Regions from separate parts of the Mus musculus genome. Here region 2 is linked to region 1. Evidence: chromatin contacts called from public promoter capture Hi-C data. All regions are on one chromosome and are shown on one strand. Each heading gives the region's core, a stretch centred on a gene start, on an enhancer-like site or on the middle of the called end of the contact. The rest is flanking DNA. Distances are from core to core; before and after follow the strand shown.

Evidence for each region. Capture Hi-C pulls out chosen DNA fragments and counts their contacts.
Region 2: a contact with region 1 is called in a promoter capture Hi-C map of pancreatic islet. The contact joins two enhancer-like sites. A contact is called at or near these places in 5 of 39 promoter capture datasets (the 3T3-L1 cell line, HPC-7-derived erythroid cells, hippocampal neurons and 1 more), 2 of 115 datasets of contacts at active chromatin or transcription factors (bone marrow-derived macrophages and embryonic forebrain) and 1 of 9 other capture datasets (pancreatic islet).

The regions. Positions count from the first base shown.
Region 1 is chr9:54,841,097-54,848,150 of GRCm38.p6, forward strand. No RefSeq gene overlaps it. Among named protein-coding and RNA genes, the nearest start is that of Ireb2, 19 kb to the right of the region's middle. Within about 2 kb of position 2,990, at least 21 of the 459 cell types and tissues checked have an H3K27ac peak or open chromatin away from gene starts, as enhancers often do. A contact at or near this core is called in pancreatic islet, where this site is marked.
Region 2 is chr9:55,329,511-55,336,564 of GRCm38.p6, forward strand. All of the region lies in intron 1 of Tmem266 (transmembrane protein 266), which reads left to right. Among named protein-coding and RNA genes, the nearest start is that of Tmem266, 6.1 kb to the left of the region's middle. Within about 2 kb of position 3,966, at least 45 of the 459 cell types and tissues checked have an H3K27ac peak or open chromatin away from gene starts, as enhancers often do. A contact at or near this core is called in pancreatic islet, where this site is marked.

The sequences.
Region 1 (7,054 bases), core at 1,740-4,239:
TAACTCAGGATAATTTTGGGGCTTCCAAACTGTTACTATGATTCAAAGGCCTTTTCTACAATGGGGGTTTCAGTGCAGATTGCAAACAGTGGTAATGCTAACATATCTGAAATTTTTGCCTCCATTTAGAAATTTAAAAAAAAGAAGAAATTCATGTAAGCTTCATGGAATCAACTTGGATTGTGTGAATACGTCTCACAGGTCAAACAGACTCCAAATGACCACCCATGTCAACGACCCTGGGCTTGGGACTTCCCTCCCCCGGCTGTCAGGAACGTGGGTCTGGAAGTTTCAAATGTATACCCCAAATTTTTAAAATTCCCTAAACTCTTAAACTTTATCTTCTGCCCCTAATATATATGTTCCAGCAACCTGCCAAGTCCAAGTGTTCCCTCAAAATCTGCATCTCAGACAGCTTCAATGCAGCTAGCCCCAGAACTTGGCCAGCGTTCCAGCTTTCTTGGGTCCTCAAGATATTAATGCCCCCAGACAGCAGGAAGCAATTGAAAGGGTCACAGAGCCCCCATCCCTGCCTCACCAGCATCCCTTCATCCCATCCTGTTTCTTTACCTTTTATAATAAACACAGGAGGGATGTTAGCCCCAGCTCACCTTCAGTAACTCAGTGCCAGCAGCTACATCACCACCACCCACCAAATGCAATATATGTATGCACCCTTTAAAAGAGGCTGCATACCATTACCATCAGGGCTCTCTCTCTCTCTCTCTCTCTCTCTCATCCTGATCCAAGGGGGCCTTTTGCTCTCCCCACCCAATAAATCTCTTGTGTCAAATCTATTACATGGTGTGATCTCTGTGGCATAAATCCTAACTATTTTAGTTCAAGGCTTGATCTCCTGTCACCAAAACTGGCCTCAAACTCAATATGTGGCCAGGGTTGGCTTTGTGCTTCTAGTCTTCCAGCCTCTATCTCCTAAATGCTGAGACGACACACATGCACTACTGTGCTTGGCTTGTACCTAAGTTTATTAAAACCGCCTCCCAAGTGTGGGGATTACAGGTACGGTCCACTATGCCTGGCTCTGTCAGTTGAATTTTTAAATTTCACAAGGGCCAGAAAAGAGTATTTCCTGTGCTACACAAAGAAACACACGAATAAGGCCAAAGTGACATGGGAAGAGTTTATTCCTGTGCAGGAGCGTGTATGCTGTCCAAGACTGAGAGAGCAAGCATGCCAGGGCAAAAAGTTAACAGTGGTGGCTATGTCTCATCTCATTGGAGGTGGCAGGGCCTCACAATCTGACACAATTGGCTAATTTATAATCCGAGCAGTAGGATGTTAGAGTCACACCTCAGGAGTGTTCAGGGTTTGGGCAAATAAGCAGTAAACAAGAATTTCACAAGACAGGGAGGTTTGTGAAATGCTGATCAAAGGGGTGTGCTCAGGAAGAGAGGTAGACCTTGACAGGAAGTGCATTTGATTTGATACTAACTCAGGTACTGCTGTGTCTTTCCCCAGTGGCTGGGCCTGACCTCACAATCTTACTCAACTGGCTGTATTAGGTACATGGGAAACGAACGGGAAGGGATCACTGCTCCGGGCCATCAAATTCCAAGAACAGTGGACCTTTGTGCAAACAAAGGCTTTACCGGGTGGAGGGTTAAAACAGTTATGTAAAAGTCTTACAATGTGAGGAAGATAAAGAGATTCTAAGTTCTTGTTCTTTTTTTTTTTTTTTTTTTTTTGGTTTTTCGAGACAGGGTTTCTCTGTATAGCCCTGGCTGTCCTGGAACTCACTTTGTAGACCAGGCTGGCCTCAAACTCAGAAATCCGCCTGCCTCTGCCTACCAAATTCTGGGATTAAAGGCGTGAGCCACCACGCCCGGCTTCTTTTTTTTTTTTTTTTTTAAGATTTATTTATTTAATGTAAATGAGCTAAATACCTAATAAAAAATGGAAAAAAAAAAAAGATTTATTTATTTATTATATGTAAGTACACTGTAGCTGTCTTCAGACACTCCAGAAGAGGGCGTCAGATCTTGTTACAGATGGTTGTGAGCCACCATGTGGTTGCTGGGATTTGAACTCCAGACCTTTGGAAGAGCAGTCAGGTGCTCTTACCCACTGAGCCGTCTCACCAGCCCTTCTTTTTTTTTTTTTTTTTTTTAAAGACCTATTTTTTAGACTTATTTATTTTACGTGAGTACACTGTAGCTATTTTCAGAAGAGGGCATCAGATCGAATTATAGATGGTTGTGAGTCACCATATGGTTGCTGGGAATTGAACTCAGGACCTTTGGAAGAGCAGTCAGCTCTCTTAACCACTGAGCCATCTCTCCAGCCCTCCTAAGTTCTTGTTCTAACTGCAAGTTTTATAGGATTTGAGAGAAAAGGCTCACGTTTGGTATTTCTTACCCCTTCTCAAGTTCATCTCTGAGGGCTTCACGTGAGGTTTAGGTTTAAATAGACGGCAAGATGTATGCTGTTGAATGTGGTCTTGCCCTTTATTACTGTCTAGGCTACAGTCTCTCCTACAAGTTGTCAGAACTATATGGAAAGTCAGAACTGTTTGGAATGTCTTTTCAGGAGATTGGCTCTCTTCTGGCTGACAGGAGGCTTTAGCCTTTTTTTTTTCCTTACCTCTCAGCTTGATATTTCTGAAGAAATTATTTTAATTTGCTGGGGCCCATGGTGCAATAGCCTGTTAGCCAAAGGGAGTGACATAAGTGTCTCTTTAGAATATCTTCATTCTTACTGACATGTTTACAAAAGATTCAATTTGGCCACCCTGGGAACAGATTAAGAGCCCAGTTGTTCAGTATCTAGTTAGATATTAACAGGCCTGGAGGGCACTGCAAAGGGACCCTGTGAGGGCTGAAGTTATGTTTTAAGTTAAAATCACTGTACATGAGATATCTATAAAACAAAAACAAAAAAAAAATACTTTTAACCTGTAAGGCCACTTGCCCAAGGGCAGATGACTTCCTGGAACTCTGGCAGCTGTGGTTCATGCACGTGTTCTCACTTGTCAACAAGCTTGGTTGCCCCAGCTTCACAGTCTGTGCTTGGTCACCCAAGGCAGGAAGTACGTCAGAATGTATGCTTGCTCCTGATTGCATGCATGAAGGCGGGAAGTACTTGTCTTGTGGGGTTTGCCTTTATAAGCCCCTGGCTAATGTAATTCGGTGCCATGTTCTGGGATTCCCCGGCACAGACGTGGCCAGTATCCGTCGTCCTAGACAGTATTTAATAAAGCTTGCTTCAAAAACTGTGGTAGTGGTCTTATTCTTGCCCAGTGGAACTAACAGACTCTTCCTTCATAATTAGGAATTAAAAGTCAAGCCTGTGATTCCTGGTCAAAAGAAAGGGGTTTGAGTCCTAGATCAGGCCCGAAAGATTAATCCTGATATGTCCCAGATGTGTCTGTTTTAACAGGCCCCCAGACCTTAGCACAACTGACCCCATGATGGAAGTACAATTCAGGCCATAAAACTCAGCGTGTACACAGCACCACCTGCCAAAACTAAAACAAAAACCTAATCCATCAAGCACATAGTTCTGGAAAGACTCTAAATGAACAGAATTTGTTTTTCAGCTTCAGTAGTTCTACTTGTGGCAAACTGTTCTTTTTAACTAAAGTATGTCAACCCAGAATATGGGAGTGTGTGTGTGTGTGTGTGTGTGTGTATGTATGGAATTTATTGGAATGATTTACAGACTGCAGTCCAACTAACTTGACAATGGCCAGCTGTGAATGGGAAATCAAAGAATCTAGTGGTTGTTCAGTCCTATGAGGCTGGACGGTTCAGCTGGTCCTCTGTATAAGCTGGAATCCTGAGGAAGCAGGTTCCAACAGATGCACTGGCAAGCAAGTGTTAGGCAAGCAAAGAACAAATCCCGCTTTCTTCCATTGTCCTTATGCAGGCCTCCCACAGAAGGTATGACTCAGATTAAAGGTAAGCCTCGAGATTAAAGGTGTGTGTCTTCTAGTCACAAGATCTGGATCAAATGCTTGTGTCTTCCTGACTCAAGATCTAGGTCACAGGTGGACCCTCCATTTCTGGATTGTAGTTCATTCCAGATAGAGTCAAGTTGACAACTGGGAATAGCCTTCACAATCCACCCCTTGTCAACTTGAGACAGCCATATCTTGTGTCAAAATGAAAACAATAACCAGGTCATAAATATGCCTAACGTGATATAACTATCCCTGTACAACTGGCAAACACATTGTAAATTTAGAATACATCAATGTCCCTTGGGAAACATCCTTTTATATCTCTAACTTAAATATGATAACCATTGGTAGTCTTTGAATTTATGTTAAAGAAATTGAAAGAAAGCACGAATATCTGTACAAATATATTAACAAAATGAAAAAGAAGCATTCATGTAACTTATAATCCTCAGTTCTGCAACTGATCACATGGCCTTAGATGGTATTTATAACTACCTTCCTCTACTATCCATTCTATATTTCCTTCACCTTCTGCAAGCACCTCAGCAGGTCTTGACTCTTTTCCTGGAGGATTGACACATACCTTCATTCCTGATGGGTCTGCGTCCTTTGTCATTCTACTTGGATTAGGCTGTTGTAGTTTCCCATTGACTTTAATCACAGGACATGGTAATAATAAGAGGAGCCCTACAGGATCTCCTGCACTCCAGATATAATTCTTCTTACCTCCATTGTGGAGAGGTAATCCAATTTCCCCATGATAATCTGGATTTATCACTCCACCTAACACTATTATTCCTTTCTTAGTCTGTTGATTTAAGGGCAGTAGAAACCCACAATAACCAGGGAGACATCTGAGCTTACAGTTAATGGAACATTCATTGTGGCTCCTAGCAGGAGCACACCCCCTCTGGAACCAAAACTTCCAGGCCAGCAGAACTTTGGGTTTCAAAAACAGAAAGCAAAAACTTTCCAAGTGGGTCACTAGGAGTGATCGTGAGTAGAACGATTCCCTTTTCCACCTCTTGATTCCTGGACCCGTGGATCCTGGCTATGGGGGAAAATGTACCATAGATCAGACACTGATTCAAAGCATATACTGCCTTCTGAAGAATCCTGCCCCAGCCCTCCATGCTGCTGCCACCTGAGTGGCCATTCCATCTTTCAATCAGACCAGCTGCTTCAGGGTGATAGGAAACATGGTAAGACCAATGAATTCCATGATCGTGGGCCCACTATTGTACTTTTCTGGCTGTGAAATGAGTTCCTTGGTCAGAAGCAATACTGTGTGGAATACTGTGGCGATAGATAAGGCATCCTGTGAGTCCATGGATGGAGGTTTTAGCAGGGGCATTATGTGCAGGAAAGGCAAATTCATAACCAGAATACATATCTACTCCAGTTAGAACAAAACGCTGTCCTTTTCATGGAAGACGTGGTCCAATGTAGTTAACCTGCCACCAGGTTGCTGGCTGGTCACCTTGGAGGAATGGTGTCATATCTGGGGCTCAGTGTTGGTCTCTGCTGTTGGCAGATCCGGCATTTAGCAGCAGCTGTAGCCAGGTCAGTGTTGGTGAGTGGAAAACCATGTTGTTGAGCCCAAGCATAACCCTTACCTCTGTTACCATGGCCACTTTGTTCACATGCCCATTGGGCAATGACAGGGATGGCTGGGGAAAGAGGCTGACTGTCCACAAAACAGGTCATCTTATCCACTTGATTATTGAACTCCTCCTCGGCTGAAGTCACCTTTTGGTGAGCATTTACATGGGACACAAATATCTTCACATCCTTTGCTCATTCGGAGAGATCTTTCTACATACTTTTTCCCCAGATGTCTTTCTCACTAATTTTACAATCGTGATCTTTCCAAGGCCCTGACCATCCAGCCAATCTGTTGGCTGACAGTCTATAAGTCAGTGAACAATCAAACATCTGGCCATTTCTTCTTCCAAACAAACTGTAATACCATGTGTATTGCTTGAAGTTCTGCCCATTGTGGAGATGTCCCCTCACCAGTATCTTTGAGAGTTGTCTCAGAAAGGAGCTGTAATGTTGCGACTGTCCGCTTCTGAGTAACATGCAGAACCATCAGGAAGCCAGGTCCTAGTCTCATCTTCCTCAGGCAACCTATCATAGGGAACACCCAATGAGACTGTAGGCGCATGCTTAGCAGCAGACAGCATTGAACAGGGGTAGAAACCATAGCATTTGGACAACTTCATGTAACGTGCTTGTGTGTCCAGGACCTGCTTGGGCCTGATCACATTTATACCACTTCCCTTGGATAATGGATTACCGCTATGCAAGTCCTGCTTTATGACTTGCTGGGTCAGAGAAAACCCAGCTCATGATGGGCAGTTCAAGTAACATGGTAACTTGATGTCCTATTGTTTAAATAATCAGTTTCCACTAAGGTCCAATAGCGGGCCAAGAGCTGTCTTTGAAAGAGAGAATAAATATCTGCATCCTGGGCCTGTTGAAGAGCCTTCTTCTGTTCCAGGCCTCACACAAAGCTAGCAGCTTTCCAAGTCACTTGGTAAATGGGCCTGAGTAACACACCCAAGTGAGGAAAGTGCTGTCTCCAGAAACCAAATAGACCCACAAAAAAGTTGTGCTTCTTTCTTGGTGGTGGGAGGGGCCAGGTGCAATAACTTATCTTTCATCTTAGAAGGAATATCTCTGCATGCTCCACACCACTGGACTCCTAAGAATTTCGCTGAGGTAGATGGTCCTGAAATTTGGTTGGATTTATTATGCTTAAGTGTTATCAGTGAATCCAAAGTGGTTTCCACCTCCTGCTCACTTGGTTCAACCAGCATACTGTCATCAATACAGTGCACCAATGTGATATTCTATGGAAAAGACAGATGATCAAATGAAGTGGCAAATATTTAAAAGTCCACTCTAAGCTCCTCTGCATCCACCCAAGAGCTCTGGATTTGCAAATGAAAGACACATACAAGCGCACATGCGCTGGCTTATTTTCAATATGCCTTAGCTAGCCCAATTGTTGGGCTACTTCCAAGCCTCCCTGCGGCTAACACACTCTTCCCTCCAATATTTTTGAGTTATTACTTTCTAAAGTCTATACTTTATCTGATACCCCAGACCAAATCAGAGAAGTGACCACTG
Region 2 (7,054 bases), core at 2,716-5,215, 490 kb after region 1:
GGGCTCTCTTTCCCTTGGGAAGTGTCAGGATCTTCTCCAAGAAGGAATCTCATAATTGCCAAGCATGAGGTAGACTGGTTGCCTTCCATGCAAACAGAATTTTATGTAATGCACAGATGAGCTCCATTCTCTGTGCACAGGTCGACTCGGGAACTGTAAACAAGCAAACAACCAAATATTCTGGACTATGTCTTCCTTTCTTGAAACATTTGTAAACTTGGAAAAGCCATGCCGGCCATTATGAAGGCATCTGTGTGACTTTTTATTCCTTTCACGGAGGGTGAACATTTCAGAGGGGAGAGGAAGGACCACCATTTTCATGCTACATGTTTGGCTGTAACCGGTTATTGTGTATGTTTTAATGCATTGGTGAACAAGACACTGTGAGCTGTCTTGTGTTGGCTGACCATGCAAGTTATTTAGTTATGACATGGAGTTTTACTTGTTTCCCTTAATTTAGTGTTTTTAAATTAAAAAAGATTTAGTACCAATACCGTGAATCACAGAAATTCATAGATAGTTTATATGGAAGGACTTTAATTTCATTGGTTTCTGCTTTTGAAACCCATCCCCTCAATGGTTCAAATGGAACAAGCTGGGGTCATGGATGCTGGCCGAGGACCATCTCAGAACTCATTTGGGACCTTCTGTGGTTGAGATCTCATCTGAGGATCCTAGAACTCCCTAGAAGTTCCTGAAGTTGGGTCATAGCAACCTATCTTAGGATGAAGTCTATATAGAGCAGGCCAGAAAGCTAATTCCCCTGCATCAGTCAACACTGGCCTATGCTACGATTTTTTTTTTTTTCCAAATGTAATAAATGTTCATGGTAGAATGTTCAGTTGTTTTTTAAAAAAAGGAAATTGAAAGTCTTTGATAATCCTATTACTAGTAGCCCCCATTGACAGCTTGGTGTGGACTGTTCCAGATTTTTAAGTACAGAAACTAAAATGTTATTTTCTTACAACTACCATTTTCATAGACAAATAGATCTTTTCAGTTTGTTTTCTTGCACCTGCCAATACATCTTTGATGTCTGAGAGGCCCTTGAATGGCCAGCTTCTAAACATTTTCATTCCCACTTAGTGGGAGCCCAATGGGAAGAGCCCTACAACTAGGGAAAGGCTGCGGGAACTGATGGGTGTTATGGTAGGAAGCTGATGTGTGCTGGGTCCTGGTGGGGAGTTTCATATTCCATGTCTCTTTGCAGTTACCCTTTGTGGCCCGGTATGCAAATGAGGAGCTGGGAGCCCCAAATATGCAACACAGGGAAAGACCTGATATCCAGGCTGTGTCAGTGAGACTCAGACCCTGGGCTAGGAACAGACCTGATTTCCAGGCTGTGTCATTGTGACTCAGACACTGGGTTTTTCCTTTCTCAGCTCTGATTGCAAGGTGAAGTGGTCTCTGCCTCTTTGTTCTCTGACCTTCCATCCCATTCCTTCCTCTCTACCCATACTAGCCTCTCTGTTGTTTCTCTGCCTCCGGGTCTTGGCTATAATAGGTTTTCTCCCAGGAACACTCTTCCTGCAGGTTCTGCAGGCTCACTTCTTTACCTCCTTGAGGCTTTGCTTAAAGTCTAACTGTGCCTTCAAAAGCCCTTAGCTTTTCTTCCTGTCTCGTCTGCATTCATAACACCCACTAGCACACAGCATTAAGTCTTCCTTGAGTTAATATCCATCTCCTCCATGGAACGAACACTACAGAGGCAAAGGTTTTGCCTGTCCTTACTCTCCTATCCCTGGAACTGTAGAAATGGGGCCGACAACTCACGGTGGCACCCTCGGATCCCTTCAGCTTCCCACATTTCTTGTTTTCATTAGTGGTGACTCTCACTGTTCCCTGCAGTGGCTTTATATGTTCCTTACAGCAACACCAAGGAACATGCAAAAAGAATTAGGAAAAATGTGTCTGTCTTTTGCTCCAATGCTGTAAGATAGGCAACTTGGGAGAATCAGGCAGTGTAGAGATGGAGAGGAAGTCCCTGAGTGTTGTTCTGAGGGTATGACGGGGCAGCAAAACATAAGGAGAGGCCCATGACTGTGGGGATCTGGTGAGGCTTCTACTTGGGCTGCACAGAGCTTCTGACGACTTCCAAAGGAGGAGACTCCAGAATGCTTTGCTGACCACCAAGTTTTCAGCCCGTGTCACTAAAAAGAAAATCTATGCTCACTCATGCCAGTGTTTTCACCCAGGCAGGCTAATCATTGTGCTCCCTGTGGTAACTGGCTGCATTGTTTAGACATTAAATAGCTGTTGCTGTCTTTCCTGTTGAAGTTAGGGTTCGCTCTCATAGCACTTACCAGTTTGTCTGGGAAGTATGGTTAGCAAGCATGAGGTAGAAGCACTCAGATTCCTTTGGCCAAACAAACCTGAATGTGCAGTTTGCAGGAGAACTGTTTGGGACAGAACAAAATTGTAGGCACTTTGGGGACTGATTCATACCTAGAACTCTATATAAGGAACTGTACTGGGGTGCTGAAGGGAGCTGACAGGCATGGAAAGAGGCTCCGATAAAAGACCAACTCCCCTCTTCCTCCTCTTCCTCGGCTGCACTCGTGGCTCTGAATTGTTTGCCCTAAGTAGACTTCCTTTTGAAAAGCTGCAGTCCCCCTAAACCTGTGTTTGATTTGCAATAGAAACTATCCAGTACCTGGCATGAAAACTGATAGCTGCCGTCCTAACCACTCATTAAAACAAAGGGTCTGCCCCAGAATGTCTGTTTAGCAGCTCAGGTGACTGGGATCAGTCAGATGTTCTCAGGGTAGAGCCCTGGTGCAATGGCTTTCGGATGCTTTCCGTCCTCAAAAGAACTCCAAAGCAAGCTGTGTGGGTCTGATGCAATGTCTCCCTCCCTAGTAGTTTCCTTAGAAAGAGTTAATTTTTTTGCATTTGCCTGCATGCAAAGGAGCTCATTGTCTCTTGCCATAATTACTAAAATGTGTTCTTTTTGAGAGAGTAGGTTATTTCAAACCCTCGAATAAAGTTGAGGTTGCACCTCATCAGGCTTGCTCCTTGAAACCTTCCTCCTGTCCTCCCTGCCAGTCCCTCTCCAAGGCTAGATTTGCCGTTCTCCTTGCCCCGCAGGAGACTCCTGTCCTCACCTCTCTTCCCACAGAGCTCCGGTAAAGGTCACAAATCTGATAGCTGTTTCTCAGATTTCCTTCCTGATGGCTCAGCAACACCTGAGCCTGCTGCTGCTTCCTGGAAGCACTCTGTCCATCTGCCTCTTTGCACTTCCTGATCTGCCCCAGGCCAGTGTTGTTAAGGCCTGAACTCTACCCTGGATCTAAATCCTGGCCCTTGCTTGCACTTGCTCGCAGTGGAACTTGAATAGTTAACTGTCTCCCTGTGGAAGAGCTATGTCATGGCTTCGGGAATGACGATGAAGAGAGCATGGCACAAGAGCAGCAGTCACTAAATGTCACCTTTGATCATTAATGCTCCCCTTGTATCTTGAGAGGAAAAATAAAACCCACTTTTCCCTCTAAGACTGGTTCTTGTTCGGTCGCCCTCCAGCCCCTTCTTTGCAGTACATTCCCCACTGGGCCACTTTCACCTTGTCCTGCTATGCCCCACTTCACTGCCAGAGGGATAAAGAGGGCTGTGCCTGTCTGCATGCCTGCCTGCCTGCCAGGGAGCCACGGAGTGCAGCCTGCTTTGTGACGTCAGCAGCGTCCTCCCTTGGGCATGAAGCCTATCTCTCTGGCGGATCACAAATTACTCAAAAACATCAGCTGTGATTTATACTTCTCAAAAATAGCTCTCTCAGCATTCTGCCCAATACTTTAAACACAGTGGGATTTTAAACTCCTATCTTTTACCCGCTAAGACACTGTAGTTTTATATGAACCTTCTAAAAAAAAAATCCTTTTTTCTAAATTGACGCCTGTATTGATCGGTTCTGGAGTCCATGCAGGCTTCATAGGAGAAAACGGAGTCAACAGTGCCAGGAGAGCAAACCCGAGAACCTTGTGGAATGTAGAGGTATGTACAGAAATAACTAAAAACGATGGGAGTACAGGGAACGACTTAATACTTTAAAAGGTAGCTTGACGTCTTTCCAGCCTATGAAACTACTTTGACAGTGTTTAGAGTTTTGGTTTTGTTTGTATGTTGTTTTCTATCCCAATCCTTTCTACCATCAGGATAAAATGAACGCTAAGGGCTCAAGCAACACACCCACCAGCCCTCACACTTGACACAGACCTCCTCTGAGCCACTCTGTTCTGGGCTTGCATCCCTCCTCTGTGCCAAGTAAAGAAAACATTAAAGTTAATAGATGGGATAGCCACTTTAAAAAGAAAAAGAGTTGAGATGTCCTAGTTGGTAAAATAGCTACAGGACAAACAAACGCAAGGACTTGTGTTCAGATCCCCAGTACCTCTGCAAACAAATACCCCCTCCCCCCCCAAACACCCCCTCCCCCCCAAACAAAACAAAACAAAACAAAACAAAACCAATGGACAAAGTCATGATCATTTGTAATCCTCATGCAAGGGGCCCAAGTGGAGACTGGCCAGTCCCTGGGGCTTGCTGGTCAGCCAGTCCAGCCAATCAGTGAGCACTGGCTCAAGTGAGTGATCCGCCTCACAAAATAAGGTGGGGTCTAACTGAGCCCACTTGAGGAAGTAGACAGTCAGACAGACAGACACACACACACACACACACACACACACAATCCCATTACTGGTATGCTCAGTTGGAATAAAGGCTAATGTGTGTTTTTCATCAGTATCTGCATTATCTCTGAGGTCATAAAAACCAGATTTTCTTCTCAGCTGTCAGTCTTCTCCAATAAAGTGTCTCACTGGGTGTATCAATCATACTCCAGGGCAGGCCCCATTCCCAGGAGTGACCAACACAAAATGAACTCAACGGTATTTTTTTTGTTGTTGTTGTTGTTACTATTAATCTTTTGCCTGTTTGTTTGGATTTTCAATTTGTTTGTTTGTTTGTTTTGTTTTTTTGGGGTGGGGTGCTGGGATTTTTTTGTTGTTTGTTTGTTTGTTTGTCCTGAGAGAGGGAGAGAAAGATCACATGCATAAAGTTGGGTGGTAGAGAGATGTGTAGGATCTAGGAAGAGTTGAGGGAGAGAAGAAACATGATTTAATATATTGTACAAAAAAAAATTAATTAAAAATCATACAACAAGAAAGAAAAAACGTCAGGCTGGAGAGATGGCTCAGCAGTTAAGAGCCACTTTCTGCTCTTCCAGAGGTCCTGAGCTCAGTTCCCAGCACCCACATGGTGGCTCACAACCATCTGTAATGGATCCGATGCCCTCTTCTAGTGTCTGAAGACAGCTACAGTGTACTCATGCACATACAATGCATAAATCTTTTTTAAAAAAATCAAACAACTTTTTCTCTCTCTAGCCCTAGAGGATACTAAGGGCCAGGCTCCTTGCATCATGAGCCTTCAAGGTGAGTTTCCCTACTGAAGCGCTGTCAGCAGCCTGGGCCATGTGATCCATTTGCACAGGGCCATCCTGTGCTTTACCCAAGATGCTCAATTCCACCCCTGGTCCCTGCCACTTGATGCCAGTAATTCTGTCAACCCTCCCCAAATATGATTACCAAAAATTTTCCCCAAATTACCATCTGTTTTGTGGGGTCTAAAATCTTCCTCAAATGAGAGACCTTCAGGGTCACTACAGAAAATTCATCGATGGTCTGGATTGTAAACTATAGGATTTGGGCAGTTTGGGACAACTGAAGATTGTAACTAATGTGTGGGATACATTTATTTTAGAAATTTGAAATAGCCTTGGTGTTTCTAAACCATGCATAGTTATATCACAAATAATGATATGTAAATAAAGTAGCTACAAAATTGAGACCATCTTAACTCCCAAAGGACTTAGCGCCGGATGCAGCAACATATTCCAGGAATACTGCAGCCATTCTTAGGGTGTTTTATTTGGGCATTTCAAGTGTATAAAATACAGACAGGATTATAATAATAAGTTTATCAAACTAAAAATAGTATTTCAGCAGAACTCTAAGTGGTTTACAATTTTAAAAAATTCTATTTGACCTGTGGAATGCTGGCTCAGCTCGCCAGTTTTTTCTTGACCAAAGAGCTACTCCAAGACAGCACTTCAAGGATTTCAGGGGTGAAGAATGAACGACAGGGTGCCTTGTGCTCTAGTGAAATGCCACAATTGCTCAGTAATCTTCATGGCTACTCGAAAATATGGCTGCAGACTTGTGATGTAGAGCGCATCTCCAATTGAGGGTCACCATTATATTCTTTCCAAAGGCAGTTGCAGAAATTGCACACCACACCCAAAGACTGTGACAGTTAAATATGTGCTTGCTAGAAAACTTTAAGGCTCCATCCTCGGAAGAAACCTGCTCTGGCTGAAGATTAACTTTAGCTTGCTTGTTGCCTTTGGGAAAGGAAAGCACACATTGAAGACTTGCCGTGTGCTCTCTACCCAGGAATCTGAGATAACTTGATGTATTTTCTCCCAAGATCAGAAGAGAGCAGGTGTCTTCATGGTAGCATGGCCATAGACATAGCATAGCCCAAGGTGGCTTTAAATTTATGATCCTCCTGCCTCCCACCTCTTCAGCATATCCTACTAGGTGAATAAAAAAGCTTGGAGCTAGATAAATGACTGAATATTTGATTTAGACCAGATGAGGTCTTGTTAATACCTAACCATCAGATGTGGTTCTTGCACATATGAGTGGGCAGAAAGCTACAGAAGCTGTCGAAGCTGTCTTCAAGGAGAGAGAAGAAGAGACCATTGTAGATAGTTTGAGGACAAAGGCAGGAGAAAATGAAGCCATTTCTAGTTTTCACTCTTACACGCTGACTGGTACTAGTTCCTCCCCATTTCCCAAGATGATATAAGAATGTCTCACATCATACATAGCATGCCTCATGCTTTTCTTCTTTAAACAAAGTGAAGGCTCATGTCAACCAAGCATGAGAGCATTTATCTTTCAAGCAGTTCAGAGTATCACTAGCAATAAAGAATCATAAACTTTGTACATTGTTTTAAATTTTCTTTTAGACTTATTTACTTATGTATATGATTATT